Linked DNA regions of Mus musculus: region 1 is linked to region 2. A link is a contact called in public HiCAR-type data. All regions are on one chromosome and are shown on one strand. Each heading gives the region's core, a stretch centred on a gene start, on an enhancer-like site or on the middle of the called end of the contact. The rest is flanking DNA. Distances are from core to core; before and after follow the strand shown.

The links. HiCAR-type assays count read pairs that join an accessible place to other places.
Region 1: a contact with region 2 is called in a HiCAR-type map of astrocytes, with 4 times the contacts expected there. The contact joins the promoter of Scg5 here to the promoter of Emc4 in region 2. A contact is called at or near these places in 2 of 39 promoter capture datasets (embryonic stem cells and pre-B cells) and 3 of 115 datasets of contacts at active chromatin or transcription factors (astrocytes, bone marrow-derived macrophages and pancreatic cancer cells).

Annotation. Positions count from the first base shown.
Region 1 is chr2:113,827,766-113,831,350 of GRCm38.p6, forward strand. It overlaps Scg5 (secretogranin V), which reads right to left and starts at 1,326. Exons shown (of 6, transcript NM_009162.3): 1 at 1,234-1,326.
Region 2 is chr2:112,366,404-112,370,008 of GRCm38.p6, forward strand. It overlaps Emc4 (ER membrane protein complex subunit 4), which reads right to left and starts at 1,624. Exons shown (of 5, transcript NM_026519.3): 1 at 1,416-1,624; 2 at 999-1,113. The coding sequence starts at 1,501.

The sequences.
Region 1 (3,585 bases), core at 76-2,575, 1.5 Mb after region 2:
GAAGAGTCTAGGATAAACTAGTCCCTCTAACTTGACACCTGAGGATTCTAAGGACAGGAATATGTTCTCACATCTATGGTCTGTGATCCTTGCAATCTAAGCACTTTTGGATTTGAGATAGGGAGGGTGGTAATTTTTAAGATCTCCTAGTTTAAGGAAAGAAAGGAATAACAAAAGGGAGTTAGGGAGACCCAAACAGTAAAAAACAAACAGACAATCAAAAAACATCCCAGAGAAAGGTCTGGAGTAGTGGCCGAGGGTGTTTGAACTTAGCAGACCAGCAGGCAATAGGTGAAGATCCCGAGCAGAGAGGTACGCCAACTCCTATCCTGCTCTGTGATGAGGGAAGCAAGCAACATGAGACGCTTGACTGCATACCAGCTAGGTCTTCCTGGGCAAGTTCCTCAGCCTCCTTTTCTACAGACCAAGGATAGCAACAATCTATCTTATAGAGTTACTGTGAAGATAAAGATCAAAATCATGTAAGGAGCATGGAGCAAAGCCAGGTACCTAGTAAGCCCCCTGCACGTCTAGCCCCTTGATGGTAATAAGCGGTTCTGGGAGTTAAGGTTTGCGGAGGCAGAAGCAGCAGGGAGAGGAAAGACAGTGACATGGTGGGGGATAAATCTGCCTTACATGTTGGTGTCCGTAGAAGCCACGGGAAGCTGAACAAGGAAACAGTTTTCACACAGCTTCCCTGGCAGCTGCTCGTTCAGGATGGGTGCTTCAGGCCATAGTCAGATAAACCCTTTTGAGCATTCACACGGGAATAGGGAATAAAAAGGTAGGGAACAAGCCAAATATCTTCCCTAAAACAAATACTTCATTTTATCTGTCTGCAGCTAACGGCCTTTCCTTGCAACTCACAGACATTAAAACCATGCTCTTCAAAGAGCCAAGGACCGCTATTTTAACAGCACAATCTACCGCTGTGATAAAAGGGCTGGATGCGGGCACCAGGCTCCATCATCTCCATCTTTCTTCATGAACTCCGAATACAGGATGTTTTCTTTACTGGCTAGCCCACGGATGAACTACCCAATCGCTGCTCTCGGAACTCCACCCCCACCCCTTATTTATAACCACCCCCTGTAATCCCCGCATCCATCCTTTGTCTGACCCCAGCTAGGGTTTCTGAAGGGCATGCTCCCCCACACCCAAGGAACCCAAGCACTCCCGCTTTCAGCTGAACGACAAGTCGGACCGCATCACCTGCATCACTGCGGAACTCACCGTGTGGCCGCGGGCGAGCTTCTTGCAATCTAGGCCAAAACAGGGAGCTGACGTGCTGGATAGCTCCTGCGTCACCTCCCTCCGAAACCTCGGTCCACCCAGGCCCCGCCCACAGCAGGTGGAAGAGGCCTTCCCAGAATTCCTGGAAGGCATTGCAGGCGCCTGCGTCTCAGGCCTGGAATGTTGCTCAGCTCCAACTGAAGCAGTCTCTGTGTCTCTTGGCTGTTTCTAGGGTGCCCCCTTTCTCCATCGACCCCTATGAACGTCATTTACCTCCTTTATCAGTCTCAAGCAATTGCCACAAGTAGATGGCATCTTTAATTGACATCCTCTAGATTTTAGAATTACCATACAAATGGGTTTCATGCTGGAATGTTCATACTCTCTTCTAGTACTTTTCCTTTCCTACCCCCGCACTTAAGCCCTGGTGACAGTGCTACCCTCCCTTAAGGCCCCAGGGGACCCGGAGGCTCTGAGCATTGCTTCATAAGTTCACTAAGAGGTGAACGTGCAGGACACTTTCGGGGCATGCAGAACTTACCTAAACAGACCTGGAACTTCTATTTTGTGATACCAACGGTGGGACCCAGGATCTTAGGAGATTCCTGGCCCTAAAAGTAACAGTACAAATGCTGCAAAGCCTTCATCAAGAAACTTGTGGTAAACAGCAAGTTCCAGGATGTGGTTAGAATTCAGATTTTCTTTTTTCTTACTGCAGCTAGAAGCAGCAAACCCACTGACATTTTACTGTAATGAATAGAAGCTGGAAGACTTGTCAGCCAGAAGTTTGTGTGAAAAGCCAGACATCTAGTGCCTTTGGTTCCCTGGATGCTTTCTGTTTCAGTCAAGATAATAAACACTCTCCTGGATTCAGGTACACAATACCTACTACTAATGAATACTGTTTACTCTCAAGTTGACTTCAACATAGCTCAGTTATATTCAACTTAATATTGGAAAAATAGGTTGCTGGCTGTGTAGTTGACAGAAACATACAAAAACTGTACGATTCATGTTGTACTTATTAGACAGGGTGTGAAGACCTTTTATTGCTGACAAAATGCAGATGGAAAGGACATTTTTATAAAATTTTGGTTCACAACTTTTGAGATTTCAGTACATGACGGTGGGAGCTCATGGAGGGTCAGGATAAAGAGCAGAGCATACAAGGTCCCCCAGTGACACACTTACTCCTAATGGTTCTACAACTGCTACAGTGCCACTAGCTAGGAACAAAGCATTCAGCTTGAGCCCCTGGGCAACAGTTCACATGCAAGCTTGAGGAGTGCATGGGTCTTACCATGGCTGATCTCAAAAGAGCCTACATACCTCAGCCTCCAGAATAGGTAAGATTACAGGCATGTGCCAGTACACTTGACTAAAACCTGGTATTTTTAAAATAAAATATGAATCATATATATCCTATACTTGTTTCTCAAAACCCTACAGTAAGTTCTTAGTGACCGTAGAATGTAACCCAGAAACCCACTAACTTTAGTGCTTTGTGTATTAAAATCTACTGCTTATTTATGAGAACACCCAAATACTAGTTTCTTACACTTAAAAAAATGAGAATAACTCTTGAAGTTACTGTACACTTTTAACTTCAGAAAGCAAAAATGTATATACTGTCTGACCTTTAGCCCATGAAATTAGCAACAATCTTCATTTTTGAATAAGATAAGAAATACAAAAATGAAACCACATTTTAAAACTTTCTCACCTCCCAAATAAGAAATGTGGAATCTTAAAGAGTTAAACAACTCATTCCTCAATCTTAAATTGTAGATTCCCCACCACCACCACACACCTCTATCTTCTGAGTGCATCTGCACCATGCTCTGCTCAGGCATTAAACACCCACTGAAATCATAGGAGGCTTTCTTAATACACAGGAAAACTTAGCTCAAAATGTTTCACATTTGGAAGCACTTCAATCAGTAAAACCTATGTAATATTCCAAAATCTGAAATATTTCTCTTATCCACTTTAGGTATAAGATCCATACAACCTGTTCCAGGCATACTGAAAATGCATGGCTAGTCTGTTTTGATCAGATGAATATGAAGTTTAAGACTAGAGAGTTTTACTAGATAATGAACATTGGAAATATAATGAACTTTTGAAATAAAACAGAAATTTGGGGGTGGAAGGGTTGTACTACAGCTAAAAAGCACTTGTTGCTCTTGTAAAGGACTCAGGTTTGGTTTCCAATCCTACAGAGAAGGCCCAGGTTTGGTTACCAGAACCAACACAGTGGCTCACAACCATCCAGGATATCAACTGCTGTTCTCATCTTAGAGGACAGGCACACGTGTGTTATACATACTTACATGAAGACAACACACATGT
Region 2 (3,605 bases), core at 374-2,873:
AGTGTGGCACATGGAAAGGCTTGACTCTGTAATATTAGAGAGACCCCAAAGGAGGGACTTAGCAAGTTATGAAGGAATCCTGAGGAAGAGCATTCTAAGACTAGAGAACAAACACAAAAAGCAGGGAAGGGGGATTTGTCTGGTATCCTTACAGAGCAGCAAGGGAATCATTATGAAAGAGTAAACAAATGTAAAAATAGTAGACAGGGCACAGTAGCTACAAGGAGTCTGACTGGTACAAGCAGAGTTATGTCTAATACTAAAAAGACGTTTGGTGTGTACGCGGAATGAACATGGAATTTTAGACTGATTTTGAGTAGGGATGGTCTGGCATGTTTTAAAGGGATCATTTTTGATGGCTGTGTTTGGAGACTGCAAAGAGGACAAGGTAGGACATAACAAGACCCATTAGAACTCCATACAGAGAAGGATACTGAGAATTTGAGAAGGGGAGACTTGAATATAGGATCTCAGGGGTTTATTTGCAGGTATACACAAAGCGCACCTCTTTAGACCTAGAAAACGTGGTAATGCTGGAAACATCTTTAGTTCACACAATTATGCAAAGCCATAGTGGTACCTAATGTGTAGAGATCAGGAGTACTAAACATCTTAAAGTAAGTACCCAGCATAATTCTCCCCAACAACAACAAAAATGTACTTAGCCCCAAAGAGAAAACAGAGAAAACAGTGCTGAGGTTGAGAAAGCATGATTTTAAATAGAGGGATGGAGGGATAGGTGGTAGATGGTTAGTCTACGGCTGGTGATGTAACAGTTGAAGGCAGTGAGAAATGATAGCAGGATTGGGATGTTTTCAGGGTAAAAGTGACACAGTATCCTAACACACCGAAATTATGTCAGGGAACATATACGTAAGATACTGTACCATGGATCTTAAGCAATGTGTCTTAATGACCGGCTGCTTTACCTCCACTCCAGAGAGTAAGGCGAAACAGGGCTGGCCTACACGCTACGGTAACGTCTAATACCTCTGTACCTTCTCCACCAGGATCCGGTCGGTCTCTTGCACGCTGGTATCAGGCACTTGCTTGTCCAAGTAACCGACTGGATAGAGGGAGTCTCCCTGTCCACTGCCCCGGTCACTTCGGCCCCTAAAGAACCAAACCAAATCAAGAGACTAAAACTGCGGGTTTCCAGCCCTATCAATCACAGGAAAAAGAACCTCAGATGTAGCTACCCAAATTAGACCCTCTCGTGCGTTCGTCAGTTCTCTCTGCCTATTGGGAAAACTAAAAGATCCTGGGGAAAAATACCTTCCACAGCACAGAAGCTCCTTGGGTAACATCTATGTGCTACCCACTCGTGTCGGAGACTTAGACGAGGCCCAGGTCCGCTGGATCTCGGGCCGTTCTAGGGTAAGGATCAGATACCGAGCTTCACTCGAGAGACTCACCTGCTGCCTCCTCCCGGCCCACTCAGCTCAATGGCCCATTTGAACCGCCGGCCTCGGTTGGCCACTAGGCCCCCCTGGGTCGTCATGACAGCGGCCGCTGGCTAAAAGTACCCACACCCTCCGGCCGCTTGCGTTCTGCAGGTAAGAACTAGCTGCAACTGCAAGCTCTCCGACTTCCTCGCGTTCGCCGCAGTGCACTTCCGGCGCATAATTGAACGTCACACGATCACCGGAAACTTCCTGTCGGGAATACAGAAGAAAGAATGCGTGAATTTAGAAAATCCGCAGACATCCAGAAGAGCAGCTTTCTGAAACCTCCCTGCGAGTACACCTCTCACTTGTGCTCTGTCTCTCAGGTGTGCGCCATCGTGCTGGAGTGAAGTCCGAAAAGACAAGAACTGAAGCCAAGAAGAGCACGAAATTGAAATGTTGTTTTAATCCTGGGGTTATCCGGAATTGGGTGACCTTGAGCGAATTATTCAACCTCTGAGTACTCCGTGTCCACATATCGCAGGAGCTATGTATTTGTCTTGTTGTTGTTCTTGTTTAAATGGTTTTCCCCCATTTAACTCGCAAACTAACCCACCGAGGTAGACTCTGGGAATGGAAAGATAAGCTGAGTTCAGGATTTATCTGGTCTCCTTTTAAGTCCTTTCATTACTTACTGTGCCACCTCGTCTAAATTAAATTCATTGCTCCACCTGCCTCATGCAAAACGATGGATAATCGCCTAATTTTGACCTGTTGTGGGATTAAATAGGACCTATAACCTAGACCTAACTTTTTTTTATCATTAAGCGTTATCATTCCTAGAAAGGAGTTTAATATTCAATGGCTCATCTGTATTGTAATTTAGTCTATTACTGGAAAAATGTTTCCTCCCTCTCACCCCTTTTATAATTCAGTGTTAGTGTGAAAATCACTTGGGACATCTGTTCCTATTGTACTAGGAGTGGAATTGCTACATCTAAGAGTATGTACATTTTTAAAGAATTACTATTTTAAATGCCTACTTTTAAATTATCAGTTCAAATACAGTAGTTTTGTTTATTTCTTCTATTTACCTTTATTACTGTTATTCCCAAATTGTTTGTTATGGCTGTAGTTTTGAGGAAAGGACTACTGTGACAGTATGGTTGAGGATCTGGCTGAAGAATACCTCCTTAGCCAACTTAAGTTTTAAGAGATAATCTCTTAGAGATGACGGTGATCTGCACACATTGAAGATTCCCACCTCCACATCATTTTCCAGTTTTGTAGTTCTATGTGCAGAGAAGAGAAGGCTGTGTATGACATACAGTGTAGCAGAGTGGCGGAGGGTGTGAGATTTTACCAGCTATTCAGAACACTGCAACCTAAGACATTAGTCTAGAATTTTCCATTTAAAGTTTGTAGAACACAAGTGAAGCTAGGAGAGCTACGTGCAGATAATCTAAGCCACGAAAAGCAAAACTGATGATTGAAAAGTTGTAATTAAATAAGTTGTCATTAAATGTGCCACGGTAGAAATAAGTTAGAATTATACATATGTAAAACAAAATATAAAATAGGTTATCTATCACAAATGTTAATATGTGTTAAGTAATAGTTTTCAGGTAACGTCTAATTTTTAGGGCACTCGTGTGCTAATAAATTTTTAATGAGCATATTTTAAAAACAAACTTGTTTGATAAAATCGCATTTTTCTACTTAAAGTATTTCCTCGTTATATGAAACTTTAAACTATAAATCTCAGTTACTCTGTCCTCAAGGAGTCAGCCAGGAAGTGTATTCCTTCACCCCGAGAATCTTAAATGTCATTTGCTAAGTTGTATCTCAGGAAGACGAAGCCATTGGAACGAGATGCTCACATCTGCGGTATTTTCAGTACTGTTAGTATAATGTGATAAGCTATTTACAAAGATGACAACAGGCAGATATGGCTGCACTGGCATGTCAAACCACAAAGTGGCTGCCAGCATACATGTGTTTTTCATGACTGGGTGCCACAAGACCACCCCTCTTCACATACTCCAAGGAGCTGAGCACTGAGGTGACCAGCTCTTCAGTGCCTGCACGTGGGATATGTTCTGCTAACTGGGCTGCCGACCAAGTGCCAGCCCAGTGTGGGGATACACAGGGGGCCTCCACCCAATCAGAGGAGAAGGGGACGGGGACAGGGACAGTGAGTGGGATGTAAAATGAATAAAT